2 separate regions of the Anser cygnoides genome follow, and region 1 is linked to region 2. The links are chromatin contacts, called in public Hi-C maps. All regions are on one chromosome and are shown on one strand. The core of a region is the stretch at or near the end of the contact, and the rest is flanking DNA. Distances in the headings are between cores, read along the strand shown.

What was found. Hi-C and Micro-C count contacts between places; a contact is called where the count stands out from the background.
Region 1: a Hi-C map of liver shows a contact between it and region 2, with 9 times the contacts expected there. The contact joins the promoter of PEX26 here to the promoter of ATP6V1E1 in region 2. A contact is called at or near these places in 2 of 7 Hi-C or Micro-C datasets (both in liver).

The regions. Positions count from the first base shown.
Region 1 is chr1:67,256,993-67,263,320 of Taihu_goose_T2T_genome, reverse strand. It overlaps PEX26 (peroxisomal biogenesis factor 26), which reads right to left and starts at 3,349. Exons shown (of 5, transcript XM_013173167.3): 1 at 3,021-3,349; 2 at 2,498-2,638; 3 at 1,705-2,018; 4 at 243-389. The coding sequence starts at 3,214.
Region 2 is chr1:67,002,755-67,009,099 of Taihu_goose_T2T_genome, reverse strand. It overlaps ATP6V1E1 (ATPase H+ transporting V1 subunit E1), which reads left to right and starts at 2,223. Exons shown (of 9, transcript XM_048080632.2): 1 at 2,223-2,388; 2 at 5,387-5,452. The coding sequence starts at 2,356. It overlaps BCL2L13 (BCL2 like 13), which reads right to left and starts at 955. Exons shown (of 7, transcript XM_066998911.1): 1 at 829-955.

The DNA of each region.
Region 1 (6,328 bases), core at 2,100-4,599, 250 kb before region 2:
CTGTTGGAAAGAACTGAGGATGGAATAACGGTTAACAGAAAACGGACTCTGGTAGAGCTGCATCTTTCTAGATGGATTGCAACTGGAAGCGTTTGAATCAAGCCCAAATAATAAGTGCCTAGCCAGTTTTTGTGTCTCCCAAAGATGAAACATTCATACAGACCAAATCTATTAAAATCAACAATTTTCTTCTGTAACCATTAAGGGATTAAAAAAAAAAAAAGGAAATCTTAATACCGTACCCGGATCTAATCTCACTACCACAAGGTACAGCAGAAAAGTAGCCAAAAGCATCTTTTTGTAAGGAAGTAAATAGAAGTGGCTTGACATGGACCTGAGTGTTCTTCGTAGCAATGTCAACATGGTTAAGAGTTTTTGGGACAGAGCACCTAGAAAATGAGAACAGAGAAGCTGTTACGGTAAAGTTAAAAAAAAATCATACAGGTACTAGGAAATTAATATAAATAAGGTAAGACTATTCATATTTTAGTTGGCCTGAGATGTTTTTGTGGTTTTAGTGTTTTTTGTTGTTGTTTTTTTGTTTTGTTTGTTTTTATCATTATTATTATTATTATTTTAGTGGTTTTAAAAAGGGAACAGAGAAACAGTACAACTTTATGATACAATTCTCCATACATTTTTTAAGCCATCAACTTATACCACAGTAGTTGCAGCTTCTCTCCTGGGAGATAAAGTGATTTACAGTGCTGGAGAAGCAGAGCTTTAAATGCCAGATGTGGATTCTTCAACATGGACTCAACTTCTACTGCAGAAGTAGTAGAGAATACAAAAAGCCAACAAAGTGCCTTTACAGGATGGCTAGTTAGATTTGTTTTCCTTGGCGCAGCTTTTTTTCTGCATTTTTTTTTATCTATAATAAATTTATTACTAAGCATTTTAGAACCTGGAAAATAATTCTCATCTCTGAGCATTGGTTAGACTAAATAGGTTTTTTAATTGTCAGCAAACATAATTGTCTTCCATTTCCTTCAGTGATACCGAGCAGGACTTCGTCATGGCTGGTATGGCCTGGCATCATTATTAATACACACTTAATTCTCACTACCCTTTGTTAGGGAGGGATGAACAGGACTGGGTAGGTACTACTGCAAATCAGTTAGAGCCAGATGTGAAGAGTCATTGCACAACTGTATGTGAACTGAAGCCACTCACTCATTTAAGGACGTGTTCCGTAAGATGGCTTCGGTTGCCATCTCACTGGTAAAAGGACACCACCGCTATATAACCATACTTAAGGAAGAAAAAGCAATGGAACGGCTGGTAAGAGATTACATTGCTTCTTTCCAAAGCCACTGCTCTGACTCTGGTTTCAGACAGCAGCAAATGAGATGGCTTCAATGATCACAGGGCCTGCAAAAGCTTTTACTTTTGGAACTCACTTCTCTTAATGTGCCAGTGAGAGTTTGCGGTCTGTACACACTGCAAAGTCCTGAGTGCTTGTGAAAGCCATCTCACCAACAGCTCTATGGCACAAACAGATTTTCTGGAATAGACCATCACAGACTATAAGGAAGAGGGCAGACAGTTCATAGGTACTGACACAGAATGCACAGATGTTGATGACCAATCATAGTCCAGATTGAACTATTCTGGTAATCTTTAAGATATGTGTATCTCTAAAACTTTAAATAAATTAAAAATAATAATAATAAAAAAGGAGTACAAACATGAGGGAAAGCCTACCCAAAACAGTCTCTGTTGCTTTGTCTTGCTCCTCTTTGTCAGTTGAGTGCATCTCTTCCTGTTGAGTCCACTGACATTGGCATTCACAAATGGACTTGAGAAATGCTAGCTTCTGCTCACTGTTTAAAACATCACAGCTGTCTACAAGCTCTTCTGCCCCCTTAAATTGGCCAAGTGGAAGCAACACACGCAACAGATAGAGCTCCAGCAATGAACCATACTCAGGAAGGCTCTTATTGCTTAGGTCTCTCAGCCAGCTACTGCCAACCTCCAGCATCACCTGGGGCTCTCCCACTTTGCTATACAACAGGATACTGCAACACAAGAAAGAAATAATAGAAAACAGTAGCATTGTAAAAGTTGAGATTGCTTGCAGTTACTACCCAGAAGTAGCTATGGTCACGGCATGTAGCAAGGTTTGCACTTGAGGTACAGAGACACTTCCCAGGGGAGCAGTTCTCTCTCAGAATCACCCCTTTTGTACTTCATCCCCTTCAAGCTGCCAGCTGGCATGCTCCAGCACACACTGGCCCAGACGTTCCCAATGGCAGCGAGAGCAGGCTCACTACGTGTAGCACTTGATTACAAACCCGGAGTTAAAAAAAAAAAAAAAAAGATTCTGCAAAAGAAACAAACTCAGTTTATTTTATTGTTTTTCTTTGTGAGAACAGGTCCCATGTTTCACTTTCATCCTTGCAACCTGCAAGGTGAAAACATCACACAATATTCAAGTCTGGCCCACTCTTAACTAACACAGGCCCTCTGCACGCGGCAGCCACAGACCCACACTCACCACAGCTCCAGGATTTTTGGAGGCAGACGTTCAGGGACGTGGTAATACCGCAAGAGCCATGACAGAACTTCTCTCCACCGGTTCATCTCAGCCAGAGCCTGAATGCCCACGACACAGAGGGAGCACTTCACTTCTGCAGAACTGGTAACGAAGACAGACATGTAAGTGCTTCTTATAACCAAATTTCCCATTGCATCCCTTCTTACGAGCTACTTTGGCTAGCACTGTATGGTTCTGTACCAGCAGTTTGCCCCTCCCTTCCCACTCCTCCACCTCTTCTCCCCCTCAAAAAGGGGAGTTCGATAGCCCTGTGTGCACCCAGTCTGTACCTCTAGGACCATGCAGGGAAGGTTTCTATGTATGTTTGAGGGATGACAGGCATGCAGAGTCTTTTATACAAAAGACTGCGTTTACTAAACGCAGAAAGCCCCTAAACCCGCGGACCACCCTCATGAGCAGCCCCGGACACCCCGGCGGGCAGGCCCGCAGTTACTCCCGCGTCCCGGAGCCGCTCCCCTCGCACCTCTCGGGGCCGGTGTCCGGGCCGGGGCCAGGGCCGGGGCCGGGGCCGGGCCCCAGGCTGCCGCAGCCCGCCTCACACCGCTCCAGGGCGGCGGCGAAGTCGCGGTGCAGCACCAGCAGGTCGGCCGCCTCCTCCAGCAGCGAGGCGGCCTGGGCCGGCAGCGGGGACCAGCAGGCGGGCGGCACACCGCTCATGGCGGCGGCGGGCGGGCTGCCGCTGCCGCCCTGACCGAGCCTCGCCGCCCGTCCGCACCCAGATCCGGCTCCAGCGCCGCCACCACCGCCCCCCCGAGCCCCCCCTCGGGTGGGACGGACACGGGGAGCCGCCCGGGCACCCAGGGGCCGCCCTCTCCCCCTGGGAGGCCGGCAGAAGGCGGCCGCCACCGCCCCCCGGCGGCGCGAGGGGTGCCCCGGCGGCCATCTTCTGTGCCGCCCGCCGGGAAATGTAGTTCCTGTCAGCCTTGGGTCGCGTCGTGGCGAGGGGCGGTTTCTGACAAAATTCTGGCTAGAGAGCGACCCAAGGGTTGTTTATCGGGGCCGCTCGTTCAGCAGCACCCTGGAGATAGGTGCTGCCCCAAGAGAGGACCGCCGTGCCACAAGCATGTGCCTACATGCGACAGCTTTATTTGGGGTCAGGGCACGTCTCTGGCTTTGTCTCGGTGCTAAGCGTTAAAGGGGTTAAACCAAGTGAAGGGGAAGCCCTTCTCACTCGCCTGGCTGCCAAAGGGAGAACGACTAAACCCAAAGAGCAACCCTCCACCTCGGTGCCGTAAGCAGCAGGGGGTCAAGGTGCCCCGCGAAGGTCACCGCTTTGTCCCCTCAGCGGCCGCAAGGCGTCACCAGCAGCACAAGCATTGCCGCCTGCCTTATTCAAGCGTTTTCAGGTGCTGCTTTGGAGCAAGGCGATAAAGTTGTGGTCCTGTGGTTTTCCTCAGCATAAACAGCCAGCGGGAGAAGGGCTTTGGAGTGCCTGGTAGTGGGGGAGCGCTCCCTGTGTGCTCCCGCACATGGCTCCCTCTGAAGCTCGGCTTTGCCAGCGGGATCCTGTGTTGGACAGGCATGTGCCTTCCTCTCCTCGGGTTATAGAATCATTAAGGTTGGGAAAGACCTTCAAGATCATCTGGTCCAACCATCACCCTACTACCATGTCCCTGAGCACCACGTCCAACCTTTCCTTGAACACCCCCAGGAATGGTTATGCTCCTCTGGCATCTTTTCTTCAGCTACCCAGCGCCCGCTGCTTTAAGCAAATTAAACTATTAAATGGAGTTGGGTAATCGTAACAGTATCTCCATCAGTACCCTACAGGCAACAATATAAAATGTTTCACATTCTTCTTTAACTGGTATTTTAAAACAATAGGGTGTCTTGGTTGCAAAATAATTATTGCACTCTGTGAAAACTCTCTTCAGAAATGAATCTCTACAGAAGAGGCAGGATTTATTATACTGTTTTGAAATGCTGATCCCCTACTATAATTATTTAATTAAATAAATCAAAGTTACTAATGCAAAAGAGTGCAAAAGAGTGAAGCACAGTTTTTAAAGGAAGTTTCCATGCCATTTCAGTGCTGGATATGGGGAACAAAGTGTGGGGAGAATCCATAAAAATTGGTACTAGCTCTGTAAGTGGCTGCTTACAGGTGGCAGGACCGAGTGCTGGCACCTCACAGTGATGGGACGAGTGCTCTGCAGCAGCAGCAGCTTTCGCAAGGCGGTGCGTGCTTGTGTGCTGTGCTACGAGCTGTGGAAGAGGACCCAGACAAATTCAGCCCATTTGAGCCACAGCACATAAACGTTGCAGAAGGCAGGGCTGAGCAGTTAAGCAAAGGCGGGGATAAAGGCCTTTCGGGCTTCTGTTACTGTTGCTTGGCTCCTGCAATTTGGAAAACAACATTCCTTTTTGGGAACTACAAGTCCCAAAGTGCACTGTGGGAAGACTCTGGCTTGTACCAGCTAGTGCCCAGCACAAATTCCCAAATATGGATAAGGAATCAATTTTGAAAAAGCCTCACACTCACCAAATCCTCCTCACTGAGATGCTGAAAAGGAGCGAGATAGCATGAAAATGAGGTGAGTCTGCGATATGCAAAGATTTTGTTCGAGAATGTCTCTTGGGGAGAGCAGCCAAGAATATTCTGTTCCTTAGAAGGACAGCACTGCGGTGCACAGGCGATACGAGAACTGTGGCAATGGAAGGGACTTGGAAGTGGGATTGTTGTTTCAGGTGGGAAAGTAAGCAGCAGGAGCTGCTGTGCGGCGGGGTGAGTCAGATCCTGTTTTCTTGCAGATGCTCTTTATTAATAAAGAACTATGGAAAGATACATGAGCTGCAATAACACTGCGGTAAGTTAGAGGCAGAGAAGGGCAGGGGAGAGGTAGGAGCTGCTCTAAGCAGCAGTTGCAGTCTGGTTGGTTAAGAAGCTATGGTGGAACAAGTAGCCTTCTAATAATGATAATAATGGGTAAAATTAACGTCTCTGTAAGGCATGGCAGAATGTTTTTGTACTTCATCCCTCTTCCTAGAGGGGACAGTGTGGTGCCTTGAAGGCCCAACTCTTACCGTTCCCTGGCCTGCAGAAGATGGTTACGCACAGAATTGTTTAACTTCAGGAACAGTTACCCATTTACTAGCAATCTGTTGATGAGCCAAACAAAATTCTTCCACAACAGAACCGTCCCAGGGGAGGTGAGGGATGCTCGACCTCCAGCCTCAGAGGAGCGAAGCCCCAGCGGCCTCCTTTCATTTCCCTGGCACTCTCCTTGCAGTCCAGGTGCAGTTCGTGGCCCTTATTTCTCGCTGCCATCGAGCACAGCTGCTCGGCCGGCCCCACAGCCTCCTCCTGCTGTGTAGGACCAAGGCACGGTGTTGCAAATGCAGGAGGTTCGGCCGGGACAGGGAGCGAAGCGCGAGGCGGTTTGGGCTGGTAAACTGAGCTGTCATGTGCGGACGCTCATCACCAAATCAGAATGACGCTGTTTTTCCAGCCTTCCCTAAATGAGAACGGCACACACTGTTTTTAAACTGGAAGAGTCACTGTTGTACCTGAATTAGCCTACGCAGCAGGGCTATTCCCCTACAAAAATACTGGAGGAAGTCAACATACTTGACTGTGCTCCTGCTTCCTGGATAACCATTTATTGTAACCAGAAAAGCTAAATTCAAGCAAACTTGCTTAAGAAGGAGCATCACGGTGGATTTTGTGTCATGGGTGTTGTGTCCTGGCTCCTTGCCTCCGGTCTAAAATCTAGGATTTTTATTTGCGGTCGTCCTGATTTTATACTGGAATAGAAATGAAGCGAGTTGCAG
Region 2 (6,345 bases), core at 974-3,473:
GGTTCATCTTCCTGATACCAGTCCCTGTAGCAGGTAACCTCACTCCCACTTCTCTCGGCTCACCGTATCCACGCTCCCCTACAGCCCCACGTTCACACGGGGCTCTTCACTCACACGCACCCCATTTCAGAGAGTCGCTTGCAGGACATGCAGCTACATAACCACACCCCGCACCGACACCATGGGAAACGCTCGGGCGCCCCGCAGCCTTACCAGGAGGGCTGTGAAGGGATTTCGGGCGAGACCTGCGTGCGCGGGCTCGTCCGGCCGCGCAGCAGTTTGCCTCCCAGCACACCTCCCAGGGCAGGTAGGGCTTCCAGAGCACCCGACCGCGACCAGGTTGGCAGACGAATCCCTCGGCGTGCTCTTCCAGCGATACACACCGCTATGACTAAGAGATTGTTTTTAATAAACCGAGGACGACGGGGTTGAAACGTGCCAATCCCTGCTGGAAAGGGATCGATACCGTGTCCATTACTGATCCTCCAGCGGCACTTAATGGGTGCAAATACTGGAAAACAACATAGCCCTTGATCTGGGCAGGGGCTTTAGCTGACTGTAGAAGGAAACGTTAATTAAGCAACGTTTCTAGACAAATAGCTCGATGTCTTTCAGGAACAAGCCCAGAAGCGTACGGGTTCCCCATTTTCCACGCCCGCCCCACCACGACACCCCCGAGCCCCGCAACACCCAGGCACCGGGTAATGGCCGCGCCCCCCCCCCCCCCCCCCCCCCCCCCCCCCCCCCCAACCGCTGCGGGAGGGGGCGGCAAACACAGAAATAAACGCACGCCAATAAACCGCCCGCCCGCCCCCGGCCCCTGCTCACCTGCGGCGGCGGCGGAGGGGGCGGGGCCGGGCCGGGCCGGGCCGGGCCGGAGCCGCCTGCGGGGGGCGGGGGGCGGGGGGCGGGGGGGGAGGGGGCGAGCGCCCGCGCCGGGCGGTGAGGGCTCGGCCCTAATTTGCCGCCGCCGCCGCCATGATGGAGGGGCGGGGGCCGCGCGTCACGGCGCGCGCGTCCTCTGCGGCGTGGGGGCGGCTGCGCGGCCGCGTCATGCGCCGGGGGGGGGGAATGACGCAGCGGCACGGGGCCGGGCCGGGGGGGGGGGCGGCACCCTGCGTTACTGCGCTGCGGGCGGCTACGCGGGTGGGAGCTAGGGGTTTGGGCTCGCGGAGAGGAAAGTTACGGGTTTTTGTGTAAGGCGTGCTTCATGCCGAGGGGAAGCGGGCTCGTGAGAAATTGAGGAAGCAGAAATAAGCCGGGGGAAGCGTGGATGTGGCACGCAGGACGCGTGACGCTGGTGTGTAAAGCACAGTGCGGTTTGCTCCGGTGAATGTGCCCGCAGAACGCAAACAGAAGCGTCCAGCCAGTCAGGGTCAACGTGTACTATTTATTACAGGTTACAGAGGTTGCTTTAAAACTTGTCATAAAGTGAACAACAGAAGCAGTAACGAAACCCAGATGAATCAGCACATCGTGTGGAAATGGTCCTGAGTCGTTCTCGATCGGAAAATGGCAGGAGGCGATAATACAGAGGCTGTGACCCCCCCAGCGTACTGTACTGAAACTGGTGCTGCAGTCGCTAACCCTACAAGTGCGCCCAGCCCCAGAGGCCCATCACACCGCTTCCCATAAAACACCCCAAAGCCCCTGACCTCCCGCCCCACTCGGTAACCCAGTCCCACCCCTCACGAGGGCTCGCTGTGGCCTTGGGGTTTTCTCTTTGTGCTCGTTAATCCTACACCGCATCTCAGGCACACGTGAAAGGACAGTTTTGTTTTACGCTGCCAGTCCAAACCTGAAAAATGTGAGATTTCATAAATACTATTTCCCAACTTTATACAGCTGGCGGCTGAAAGTGACCTTGAGATACCGAAGCCTCCTATGATGAGCCTAAAGCATTGCAAAAAAAATAAAAAAAAACACACACACACAAAACTTTAGGGTTTTCTAAGCACGCTTCTCTCAGTGTTTAATTTGACTTGAGAAAGTAAATTAATTTTTTCTCGGAAGTAGCTCGTTTTTTAACGGAAGCACGGTAAATATTTCTGTTCCGCCGGCCACGACGCGCCCCCAAGCCGGGAGCGGGGCAGGGCGTCCCGCACCCACCACAAGATGGCGACCGGGAGCCGGCGCGACATGGCAGCGCACCGCCGCAAGCCCCGCCCCTCCCCGTGACGCCGGCGGGCTCCGGGGCTCCGATTGGCCTGGCGGGGCGGAGCGGGCGGGGCGGGGCGACGCGGCGGTGGCAGCCGTGACCCGAACCGGATTCGATTCGATTCGATTCGATTCGGTTCCCGTTGGCCGCCGGCTCCCCGCAGCCCCGCCGGCTCCCCGCCGCCCGCCGCCGCCGCCATGGCGCTCAGCGATGCCGACGTCCAGAAGCAGGTGGGGGCCTGGGGGGCTGCTGGGGGCGGGGGGACGGGGTTCGGGCCCAGCTCCGAAACGGGGGTGGGGGGAGAGGTTTTACACGGGGATCTCGGTGGGAAAGGGGGGTGATGAAGAAAGTGGTTTTTATTTTATTTTTCCTTGGTGGGGTTGGTTGGCCGTCCACTGATAAACTTCAACTGAAGCCTTTTGAGGGTGTGTTGTTGCCAGATCATGACGAGAGGGCACGTGAGTGATCATCTGTACCATCCGCAGTGCTTAACTGTGCTTCCAGGCAGATAAATGCACTACCCTGCATACATACCGTCCCGGATATTTCTCTTTAAGGCTTTTTCACCTTTTCTACACATCTATCCTAAACCAAATTAGCTGTCACTTAGCCCTTTTGTGTGGCCTTCAGCTCTCAGATGCCTATTTCAGTTCCATGTCCCAAGCAGAGCAGTGCAAAGCAGCTCCTGTGATGGAAACTTCCAGGGCTGAAGGCTGGCTGTGGACGCTTCCCCCTGGGTGAGGGCACTCTGTCCTTATTGACAGTAAACAGGGCCCCTGCCTAAAAAACTGCTCCTAGCCAGGCTGAAGACGGCGTGCGCTGTTAAAGGCTGCACGGATCCAGTCGGTGCTGGCCAGCGGGGCTCCTGCAGGTGACAGGCAGATCTGCCGAGTTCTACGTGTCCTTTGCATCAGAAGTGCGTCGTGTCTCACTTTCTCATTCAGTAAACATAGTCTCTTGGCAAGGAAGCATCACATTGAAAGTAAAATCGGTAGGTCATCTATCTCCAAAAGGAGAATTGTGGCGTTACATTCCCTTGCATTTTATTTGCAAAGCTTGCTGCTTGTATTTTTTTACTTCCTCTCCCATGAAGATTATAAAAATAAAGGTGACTTGCTGTGGTCTTGCTCAGCTGCTGTGGGTGTGAACTTCAAAGGTTATTTCAGGATCTGTGGATACACTAAACACCCAGTGCCAATAGAATTTCACACCTGCAACTTGCCTGTCGTTCTGCACTATTGAACCTGGGGTGATCCTGTTGACTGGAAAAGAGAATGCAGCTGATAGCACCACAGTTCTACATGTGCATAAATCCTGGTATGAACCTACCAGATGATCCTCTGAAATCTTAACTACTGATCATGGTGCTTTCAGTAATTTTCACATTGAAAATCAACCCTGCTTATCAATCTTAGATTTACTTGCTTTCTTCCGTCAACAGTGTTTAATTGATTGTTACATCTAATATCTTTAGGTCTGGAAGCCTCACTTAATATCTCTTTTCATTCCTGTGAAGAACAAAATGGGATTTCAGTACAACAGACTGCAAAAGGAATAACAATGTTCGGTCTCACCAGACATGGCAAAACAGATGACATATCACCTTGCTTCCATCTTATTCTACTTTGTTATACAGAGGACATTTCTTGAACATCTGAAACTGTTTAAAGTACTCTTCCAAAATTTGGAAACTGCTGCTATAGAAAAGTCCTTAGCTTCCTTCCACACCAGGGTATTCAGTGAAATTATTTACATGATTTATCTGCCTGTCTTGTCCTTTCTGAAATGCATATAGATCTAAACTTGATTTGATCGGCCATCAGATCAGACAAGTGGGATAAGAAACTGACCTTGTAGGTAGACTTACATTTAGAAGTGTTGCAAACTGGAATTAAAATAAAAATTGTTGACCTGATTTTGAGGATGTAGATACTGTCGTTCACTTCTTCCACTGTACATGCCTAAAATCTTCCACTTGTCTGTTCACTTCTGGTTTTTAGTTTATATGGGCATGGTGCTGTCAGCGCATTGGTTCAGTTCTCAAATTGGCACCTTTCTTATCTCTTTAAAATGTCTCATTTCAGATTATATGAATTGTATATGAGATTATATGAATAGAATCTTTCATGCAAGTTTATTCAGACCAGATTGAAAAGTGTCTTGCCATTAAGTGCAAGCAAAAAGGAGGGTTTCATGGTCCACTTGAGTGTACGGTTCTCTCCATCTGCACTTGGAAATGGCTGTACAGTTAAAAGTTGCCATTTGGTTGGGCAGTGCTCTAGGTTTGAACCTAAATTTAAGCCTGGTCACAGAATGGCATAAGATAAATAAGCAGAATTTAGTCTAATTGGTTTCCCTGTCTTTGAGTTCTTGGACCTGTGCTTTATAAAAGTGTTTCAGGATGCTTTCAAAACGTTTCTTCAAGCTGAACTTGTTAGTGTGTATCTCTCTCTAAAGCAGCATGTGATATACTTGATGTGGTCTTGATCAACTGGTGCTGCTGTCTCTGTTTTCTTCCCCAGCTCCTCCAAACTAATATTCAACTACTTTGTAAAGTCACATGAACTATACAATGGCATTTTTAAATTAAATTCATTTGTCTCAAACCAAAGACCTTTCAAGTTTTTACAGCATTTATTACATTTTTCAAGAAAGATTTCTCAGGTGTATAAACGAACTTCTCGTTGTATAGACCTGGCCAGAGCAGTCAGTAGCCCTTTGCTTTGCTTCGCCTGTTTCTGGTGTGGAAGGCCCAGGTTTGTGTAAACGACACCTATGTCTGACTTAGAGCAAGGGCTCAAGGTTCATCTATACTTCATGTGAATGTTGTAACAAACAGACTACTTTAATTTTACTGTGTAAGGATTTTTTTTTTCCTTTACTATTGGAGGAAATATCCTCATTCAGTGAAGAATGAAAATACTCAGGCTTATATAAATTTAAAATTTTGTTTTATATTTGCATATCTAAGTACATTTTTCTAGTGAAACCAGTGAAACAACATCACAGAAACTTATTTAACAGCATAATAATTTGATTTTCTTGGAATCTGTGTTAAGCAGAGGTGACTCTTTGGCCTGTATGCTCAATTTAATTCCTTCGAAAAACAACACTGTGATATAGATTAGTAAGTGGAATTGGAGGGGCCTACTATACAAACGGGGAATATATGTCTTCCCATCAATATCCTTTCCAACAGAAAATGTTTTCTTTTCTCTCTTATTACAGATCAAGCATATGATGGCTTTCATTGAACAGGAAGCCAATGAAAAGGCTGAAGAAATAGATGCAAAGGTAAAAATGGAAGTTCAATGTCAGTAAGTGCAAAAGGAGAACTGCCTCTGACATCCTGGTTTAATAGTTGCAGTCTGAGCAGTCTTAGAACACTTCTGTAAAGTACAATTTACTTCGCATTCAGTTATTATATAGCAAAAAATGGTGCTACCAAATAAAGTTAATGTTTGCTAACTTCTGTGAAATCGTAACAAAACTACTGAGTTGGATCTGTCCTTTTGTCCAAGTTTTCTTAGTGGTTCTTAAATGTGAATTTATTCCTATCCAAGTTCACTCACTGTTTTCACACAACCAGGAGCGCTGAATGGTAATGTGAATAGACTAAAGTAAGTGGAACACCTTTCCCTACCTCCTATTTATAATTCTAATTTTTGCTTGATTTCCATAGCATGTCAGGCAGAGACATTAGTAAGAAATTGAAGCGAGGATGCTAATAATCTAGCACAAATGTTCGTTCATGCACAAAAATGAAAAAGGCGAAAGTTAAACTGGCTGAATTGTTTTGATGAAAGCTTGTTTTGTAAACACTTTCATAACTGTACCTGAACCTGTGTAGCTACCTGCAGACTTGCTTCTAGGTGTGTTTTAGTAGGTGTCCTGGGAAACTACATCATAAATTTATATTTAAGGCACGAGTTGAACTCTTTGAGGAATTCTTCACTTAGGCTAAACCACAAGACAATGAGTTTGATATTAACCTGGTGATAGAATATGGTTGTTCACTGAAGTAGGAGTAATGGTGCCTTATGACCCTAACAATCTGCATTATACCAACACTAAAATATATGCTGAGTCCAGTACAAGCAAGATGTTTTACTATTATTTTTTATCTCCCATAAACTTTTTGATCAGCAAAACTGTTTAATAAGTTCTAAATCAGGTATTGCTGTTTA